2 separate regions of the Pan troglodytes genome follow, and region 1 is linked to region 2. Evidence: chromatin contacts called from public HiChIP or PLAC-seq data. All regions are on one chromosome and are shown on one strand. The core of a region is the stretch at or near the end of the contact, and the rest is flanking DNA. Distances in the headings are between cores, read along the strand shown. Region 1 holds the start of HES4 (hes family bHLH transcription factor 4). Region 2 holds the start of B3GALT6 (beta-1,3-galactosyltransferase 6).

Region 1 (3,682 bases), core at 1,155-3,654, 260 kb after region 2:
GGACCATCAGAGGCCAAGGGCACAGACCCAGAGAGACAGACACACAGATGGGAGCTGTCCTGTGGCAAAGAACGTGGGAGGAACACAGTCCCCGGAGACCCTGGAGTGGGCTCCCTGGCGGGGGGCGGGGGGGGGGGTCTCTTCCTCTCCAGAAGAGCAGAGGCAAGTGCTGGTGGCCCCTCCTGTCTCTGCTCAGCGAGGACCCCTCCTGCTGCCTGGGGACAGGAACCCTGGCAGATGGGCGTGGGTGCTCACTATGAGTTGGACGCCGTCAGTGGCTTTAAAAGTAGAATCTCCTGGCCAGGCACGGTGGCTCACACCTGTAATCCCAGCACTTTGGGAGGCTGAGGTGCGTGGATCACCTGAGGTGGGGAGTTTGAGACCAGCCTGACCAACATGGAGAAACCACATCTCTACTAAAAATACAAAAATTAGTCAGGTGTGGCGGCACACGCCTGTAATCCCAGCTACTCCAGAGGCTGAGGCAGGAGAATCGCTTGAATCCAGGAAGCAGAGGTTGTGGTGAGCCCAGATCGTGCCACTGCACTCCAGCCTGAGCGATAAGAGTGAAACTCCGTCTCAAAGAAAGAAAAAAAAAGTAGAATCTCCTATTAAGACCAGCCTGGCCAACACAGTGAAACCCCATCTCTACTAAAAATACAAAAAACTAGCCGGGCGTGGTGGTACATGCTTGTAATCCCAGCTACTTGGGAGGCTGAGGCAGGAGAATCGCTTGAACCCGGGAGGCAAAGGTTCTGGTGCCACTGCACTCCAGCCTGGGCAACAGAGCGAGACACTGCCTCAAAAAAAAAAAAAAAAAAAAAAGTTAGCTCCCTTTACAGATGAGAAAACAGGTACAAGGAGGGGAAGTGAGCCCATCTAAAAACCAGTGAGGGAAAGATCAGTCCCAGCCACGCTTGGCAGGGAGGAGGCTCACGCCTGCAGTCCCAGCACGTTGGGAGGCTGAGGCAGGAGCATCGTCTCAGGTCAGGAGTTCGAGACCAGCCTGGGCAACATAGGGAGATCCCCGTCTCTACAAAAAAAAATAAAAATAAAAACGATCCTCAGGCTCCTCCTTCCATCCTGAACTCCCTGCCTGTCTAGGGACTGGGGGAGGCCCAGAGCCCCCCCAAATCCCTTCCCAAGTCGGGGCCCAGGGGCTGGGGAGATTCAGGCCGGCAGCTCCCCTGGGATGACCCCCAGCAGGAGGCGGCGGCGACTGCGGCCACTGGGGGCGCTCGCGGGCTTTCCCGCCCGGGCCCAGCGCTCAGGCCGGGGAGGGACGCGGGACGGGGACACCATCCACACCACCTCCTGGGCTACGGGGCCGGTCCGAGCCTCTCCAGCGCCGAGGCGCGCGCAGAGAGGTCGGGGCAGGAGAGCCGGGGCTTAAGTGCTCGCGGGGCCACCTCCGAGACGCCCGCCCAGCCCCCGCGGCTTTCCCCAGTCGGCGAGGGGCGTGGACAGGCTCTTGGCGGAGAGGGCGCCACCCCCGCTCCGGCCTCGCAGCCCCCCAGAGGCGCGCGCCCCTGTGCAAGCGGCGGGGTGTGGGGGGCGCCTCAGGGGCACCGCGGAGGGCCGGGGTCAGCGCCGCGAAGAAGGCGCCTTCCCGCGTGGGCCGCAGGACTTTGCTTGGGGCCAGATTAGACGTGGGGTCCGAGGGGAGGGGAAGCTTCCGCACAGAAACCCTGGGTCCAGGTGCCCGGGCAGGGGCGAACCTGCCAATCAGCCGACTCCCTGGCTCAGAAAAGCTCCCCAAAAAGTTCCCCGACTCCCTCCCCGACCAGAAGCTCCCGGTTCTCGCTGGCCCAGCGCCCCCTCCCCACTACCCTCGTCCCTGCGCCCCCTTCGCACCCTGGGAATGCCACGCCCTCCCTTGAGGCTTCCCCCCTGAGGACCCCCCACCCCGCAGAAGCCTTTGGGACCACCCGGCGTAAAGAAGGCTTTTGTCCACCCAGGCCACCCACCTAATTCGGTTCTCTTACAACGGCGTGACTGCTGAGTCTGCCATCTGCCTCCTGCCCGGATTAAAAGCCCGGGAGGGTCTCCACACCCGGGCCCAGGCCCGGCTCTCCAGGGGGCTCAGGAAGCCTCCGCTGCACGGACGCGTGAGGCCGCCGGGGACCCCGAGTGCGGAAAGGACCAACGTGCCCTGCAGCGGCATTCGAAATAAAAACAGCAAACACGAAAATAACCACAGCCCTGTTTTACGCAACCTGCCCCTTTGCAGTTATATTAACAGTGGCCCCTCATTTTTCTGTGAGCCCCACTTTGCTGCTGCTGAGTTCGCCAGCGGGTCACCTGGAAGCACGTGGCGACACGGGCCACATGACGTCATCCCAGCAGGCTTGCGTCATCGCCCCGGGTGCCTGGTGACGTCACCAGCCCGCTCGCGTCACGCGCACGTTCTGCTCCTCGTGGTCCTGCCCGGCCCGCGCCATCACCGTCCCTGCTCTGCGGGGTCACCCGTGCGCCCCTTCGCCGTCCGCTGACTCCGCCCTCCCGCCTGCCGACCCGGCCGCCGACCTTCCCCCGGCTCTGTCGCTCCCAAGGCTTTCTGCAGCCCTCCGTGCTCCAAGCCGCACACCTGAGGGTGGGACCCCCGGAGGCCGAGCCGGTGTCGGATCAAACTCAGAGACCGAGCAGGGCCCAAACCGGGACCGGAGTGGGGGCGGGCGGAGGAAGCCAAGAGGCTCGAGACCGAGGCTCGCCCACCCCTCGGCGCCGCCGGACCCTGCGCCACTGGGGAAATTTCCTTCCCGACTTCCCGCGCGGCCAGCCCCAGCTCCGTCCAGCCCCGGCTCCCGGCCCCCTGGGCGGGAGAGTGAGCCCCGAGACTCCGCCCAGCCCCGGGGGTCCCGGTCCCCGTTCGCCCCCAGCGGCCCCTCCCGGCGCGTTGCTCGGCCCTGGCTGCATCTGGGAGCGCGGGATCACCCGGCCCTGTCCCCAGCGGTGTCGGAGGGGGGCGCGGGCGGGGGCCCCGCATGCCATTGTCGCCCGCGGAGGCCGCGCCCGGAGCCGAGGCGTGACTGACAGCGAGCGGGGGAGGAGCGCGGCCGTCGATTGGCTGGAGCGAGTGTGGGAAAGAATGCGGAGCCGGGTTCACACACCCCGCGGCGGCGAGGCCTTAAATAGGGAAACGGCCTGAGACGCGCGCGGGCCTGGAGCCGGGACCCGCCCTAGGGGCTCGGATCTTCGCGCGCTCGCCGCTCGCCCGCCAGCCCGCCCGTGGTCCGTGGCGGCGCGCTCCACCCGGCACGGGGAGGCGCGGGGCGCACCATGGCCGCAGACACGCCGGGGAAACCGAGCGCCTCGCCGATGGCAGGAGCGCCGGCCAGCGCCAGCCGGACCCCAGACAAGCCCCGGAGCGCGGCCGAGCACCGCAAGGTGGGGTCCCGGCCCGGCGTGAGGGGGGCGACCGGGGGGCGGGAGGGACGGAGGAACGCGGGACTCAGCCGGTGCCCGACCCGCAGTCCTCCAAGCCGGTCATGGAGAAGCGGCGCCGAGCGCGCATTAACGAGAGCCTCGCTCAGCTCAAAACCCTCATCCTGGACGCCCTCAGAAAAGAGGTAAGTCGGGGGCGAAGGCCCGAGACCCGGAGTCTGGGTCGCAGCTGACCTGGACCTCCCGCCTATCCCCGCCCCCAGAGCTCCCGCCACTCGAAGCTAGAGAAGGCGGACAT
Region 2 (3,950 bases), core at 463-2,962:
CCTGTGTGGCGCGGACCCATGGGAAGCCTTGAAAGGAAAGTCTCTTCAGAAAGAAACAATGGGTTCAGTGACTTGTACACTGAAAAGATAGATGGCCAGTTTTAAAGTTCTCCTGCGTTTAAACACGGGCAGCAGAGGGGTTGACGGTACAGGCACCAAATTCTGACATAAAAGTCTTTCCTTAAATCATGTAAAAAAACCGAGACGTGCGCATTGCCAACTTACACTCATCGACACAAACTTACAATATTTATAAATAAGTCGCAAGCAAACACTGAGTTACATTTACCACGAAGTCACTGGACAGAGACCAAAATCCCATGAAAGCGGATTGATGTGAAACCACGTTAGATCTGAGACGCAGACGTGAGAAACGCCACTGATAAGAGACACGGAAGATCGGAGCCCAGCCCCGTGAGCCGGTCGGGGACAGCACGGGGGTCAGCGTGCGGCCGGGCCCGGCTCAGGCTCGCTGAGGTCCAGGAACGGGCACCTCCACCTGGACACGGCGCGCTGCCCGGGCAACCCCCAGGGGTCTCCCAAACGCAGGCCGGGACGCAGCGACCACGAGCGTGGCTGTGGGACGGGGGCCTTGGGGCCCGGGCGTAGTGCGCCCGCTCGGCACCTGCCCCAAGGCGCCGCCGGGTGAAGCAGGTGTCCCGGAGGGCCGGGCCGCGGCGGCTCAGGGGATGCCCTCCCTTCTCTGGCAGCACTGCGAGGGCGGCGCGGACCAGTCGTACACGTAGGACAGGCGCAGCTGCACCTCGCGCTTGCACAGGCGGCCCTCGCGCGCCAGCGTCGCGTGCTTCTCCAGCATGTCCTCCAGGCTCTGCTTGTGCGTCACCAGGTACTGGTTGCTGCAGCCGCGGGACCGGTATTCGGTGTCGAAGCGCGGGTCGTGCTCCCGCTGGACGTCCACCGGCGCCAGCCAGGCGCCCAGAGACACGTCCTCGCTGTGCCAGGCGCGCAGGTAGTCGCGGCTGAGGCGCAGGTAGTGCACCAGGTCGGCCGAGAGCACGTAGCCGCCGCCCAGCGCGTAGGGCAGGTAGTAGTCGCAGAGTTGCCAGGCGGCCTCGCGCCAGCGACCCCCCGGCTTGACGCGGCCGCGGCCCGAGAAGAAGCCCCAGTAGAGGCGGCGGCGGCGCGCGGGGTCGCGGGCGCGCAGCTCGGCCAGCAGCGCGTCCAGCCGCGCGAAGGAGTCGTCGTCCGCCTTGAGCACGAACTCGAAGGCCACGTGCTCGTCCAGCCAGGCCAGCATGGCCAGCACCTTGGCCGTGAGGTTTTCGTAGGCGTCGCGCAGCGCGGGCAGCAATAGCAGGTCCCCGTGCCGCGCCTGCTCCCGCTCCAGGGCGCGCCGCTCCTCGGCGCCCAGGCCGGCCGTGCCCACGGCAAAGCGCGCCCACACGTCGCCCGGGGCCCCGCGCCGCGCAAGCCACGTGCTGCGGATCACGCTGCGGCGCTCGGCGGCGCTGGGCGCGCTGGCCACCAGCACTGCCAGGAAGGCGGGGGCGCGCGCGGGCGCGGGGGGAGGCGGGCTGCGGCCCGACATCGCCCTGGGGTCCCCGGGCTCGGCCGCGCAGCGCGCCAGGTAGAGCAGCGCCGCCCCGCACAGCGCCAGCGCGCCCAGGCCTAGCGCCGCCCGCCGCCGCCACGCCCGCCGCAGCAGCTTCATGGCGCCCGCGCCGGGCCGGCGGCCCAGGCCGGACTCGCGACTGCGCAGGCGCCGCCGGCTCGGGGCGGTGCGCGTGCGCACGGCGCTCCTGGGAGCGCGCCGGGGCCTTCCGCAGACGCCGAGCCCCGGGGCGCTCGGAGGCCGGCGGCCAATCGGCGGCCGTCACGTGGCCTCGGGCAACCTTGTCATTGGTCAACCTCGGAGCGGCCCCGCGACCGCTTCCGCCCGGAGGAGAGATGGTGGCGCCGGCGTCCCCTCCGTGAGGTCGCGCCCGTTCGCACCGCCCCCGCCCGCAAGAAAGATGGCAGTGGCCTGATCCGGGCCCGTTGGCGGCGTCACTGACGCTTCGCTCCGGTCCTCGGATCCCGAGCGCGGGGAGGCAGACCGGTGAGTGAGGGGCCCGGGACGGCCGCTGCAGGCCGCGGGGCCAAGTGTACGCCGGCCGGACGGCGAGGGCGGGTCTGGAGGCCGCCGCCGCCTCCCGCCTTGGGCTGGGGCATCGTCCGTCCGCTCGGCCTTGAGCCCTGGCGAGACTCCGCCGCCACCGGGGCTCCCGGGGGCAGGGACGGGCCGACGACGCTGGCCTCCCCGGCCGCCGGCACGTCTGGTCTCCTACTGGCCAAAACCTACGAATGCCACCGCGAAACGGAGGCCCAAGGGGTCTGGTTGGACTCGCGTTTATCGGCGAGGCGACCTTGGACAAGCTGCCCCGCTTCTCTGCGCCTGCGCTTCCGCTTCTGAACCGCGTGGACCCTCATCCCCAGTTAGTAGGATTTGGAGATGTGAAGTCGGCTGTGTGGAGCCCTTGATGTCTGGCTCAGAGGCGGTGTTATGAACCCTGTTGAGCTTTTAGAATCTAACCGTGTGTGTTGTTAACTGCCAGAAATAGCCTCGTTCCACCAGAGCTGAAGCCCAGGGATGGCAAAGAAATAGCGTCTCTGCCTAAGCTGTTTCCCACGTCCGTTTTGCAAGGGTGTGTTGATTCCTTGCTGGGAACTGAGCTTCTAGGGATGGCGAAGTCGAAACCCCATTCCGGTGGGACCGGCCCGCTCCGCTGTGCTGCGAACCTCGCACACCGTGATGAATAGATACTCCGAAGCCAGGAGAGGAAGCGCCACTTGATGGACTCCTGATATTTATAGTTACTTTTGGGTTACTTTCTATTCCTCCTTTTTCGAGACAGGGTCTTATCTTTTTGTTTTTGTTTTTTAAAGAGACGCAGTCTCACTGTGTTGCCTAGGCTGGTCTCACGATCCTCCTGCCTCAAGTAAACCGTGTAACTCATCAAGATATGTAGAATCAAGAACTAGCTTTGTTTTCTCTAGGAACAAAGTACAGTCTCTTTGCACACAGCGTGTGTTTTACGACTGTAGTTAGTGGAGTCAGCACCAGGAGGAGGTGTCTTGGTTCTTATCCAGGACTCTCCCCTGGTCAGGCGATCTGGGACGACAGGAATAGAATTATGCCACCACTAGGGAAGGGAAAAGCCCTCAGCCATGTTCAGAAAATCAGGCCGGGTGCATGGCTCACGCCTATAGTCCCAGCACTTTGGGAGGCCGAGGCAGGAGGATCACTTCAGGTCAGGAGTTAGAGACCAGCCTGGCCAACATGGCAAAACCCCATCTCTACTAAAAATACAGATTAGTGGAGAGTGGAGGTGGGTGCCTGTAATCCGAGCTAACTGGGAGGCCGAGGCAGGAGAATCACTTGAACCTGGGAGGTGGAGGTTGCAGTGAGCCGAGACTGCACCACTGCACTCCAGCCTGGGCGACAGAGTGAGACTCTGTCTCGGAAAAAAAAAAAAAAAAAATCAGACATGAGCCCCTCACCCGGGGTTTCCTTCCTTGGGGGAACTCAGGCTTGTACCCCTCTTGGTTTGTGGCAGACTGCACTGACTTCAGGACCACTTTCATGGCGGCCCCACTGGCGTTTCTCGATACCTGGAGGCAGCATTTTTTCGTTTAATATTACCCAGGGTAGCATTCGTTGAGCGCCTACTGTGTGCAGGCAGAGTGGCGGGTGCCAGAACAGTGGAGCTGAATAAGACGGCCACAGAACAGGAGTCTCAGTCCATGTGTGTTCAGGGAACAGCTGTGACATGGCGGGGCCTCCGCGGCACCCGAAAGGACCCGCAGGTGTTTGCCGGAGGGGCAGACTGTGAAAGGAGTAGGCTCGTGGGTGGGAAGGACCCCGAGTTCCCTTTGGGATACATGAGGCATGAGGCCCTGTGAGCCCCTGCTTCCCACCAGGACTGGCCACGCCTCGGACGGCAGGACAG

Evidence for each region. HiChIP or PLAC-seq counts read pairs in DNA pulled down with a chosen protein or histone mark.
Region 1: an H3K4me3 HiChIP or PLAC-seq map of stem cell-derived excitatory neurons shows a contact between it and region 2, with 3 times the contacts expected there. The contact joins the promoter of HES4 here to the promoter of B3GALT6 in region 2. A contact is called at or near these places in 1 of 7 Hi-C or Micro-C datasets (stem cell-derived neural progenitor cells) and 1 of 1 datasets of contacts at active chromatin or transcription factors (stem cell-derived excitatory neurons).

The regions. Positions count from the first base shown.
Region 1 is chr1:230,998,906-231,002,587 of NHGRI_mPanTro3-v2.0_pri, forward strand. It overlaps HES4 (hes family bHLH transcription factor 4), which reads left to right and starts at 2,405. Exons shown (of 3, transcript XM_009454679.5): 1 at 2,405-3,387; 2 at 3,648-3,682. The coding sequence starts at 3,280.
Region 2 is chr1:230,740,850-230,744,799 of NHGRI_mPanTro3-v2.0_pri, forward strand. B3GALT6 (beta-1,3-galactosyltransferase 6) reads right to left here and starts at 1,713. Exons shown (of 1, transcript XM_513707.6): 1 at 1-1,713. The coding sequence starts at 1,672. The coding sequence ends at 683. It overlaps SDF4 (stromal cell derived factor 4), which reads left to right and starts at 1,886. Exons shown (of 7, transcript XM_063787612.1): 1 at 1,886-2,059.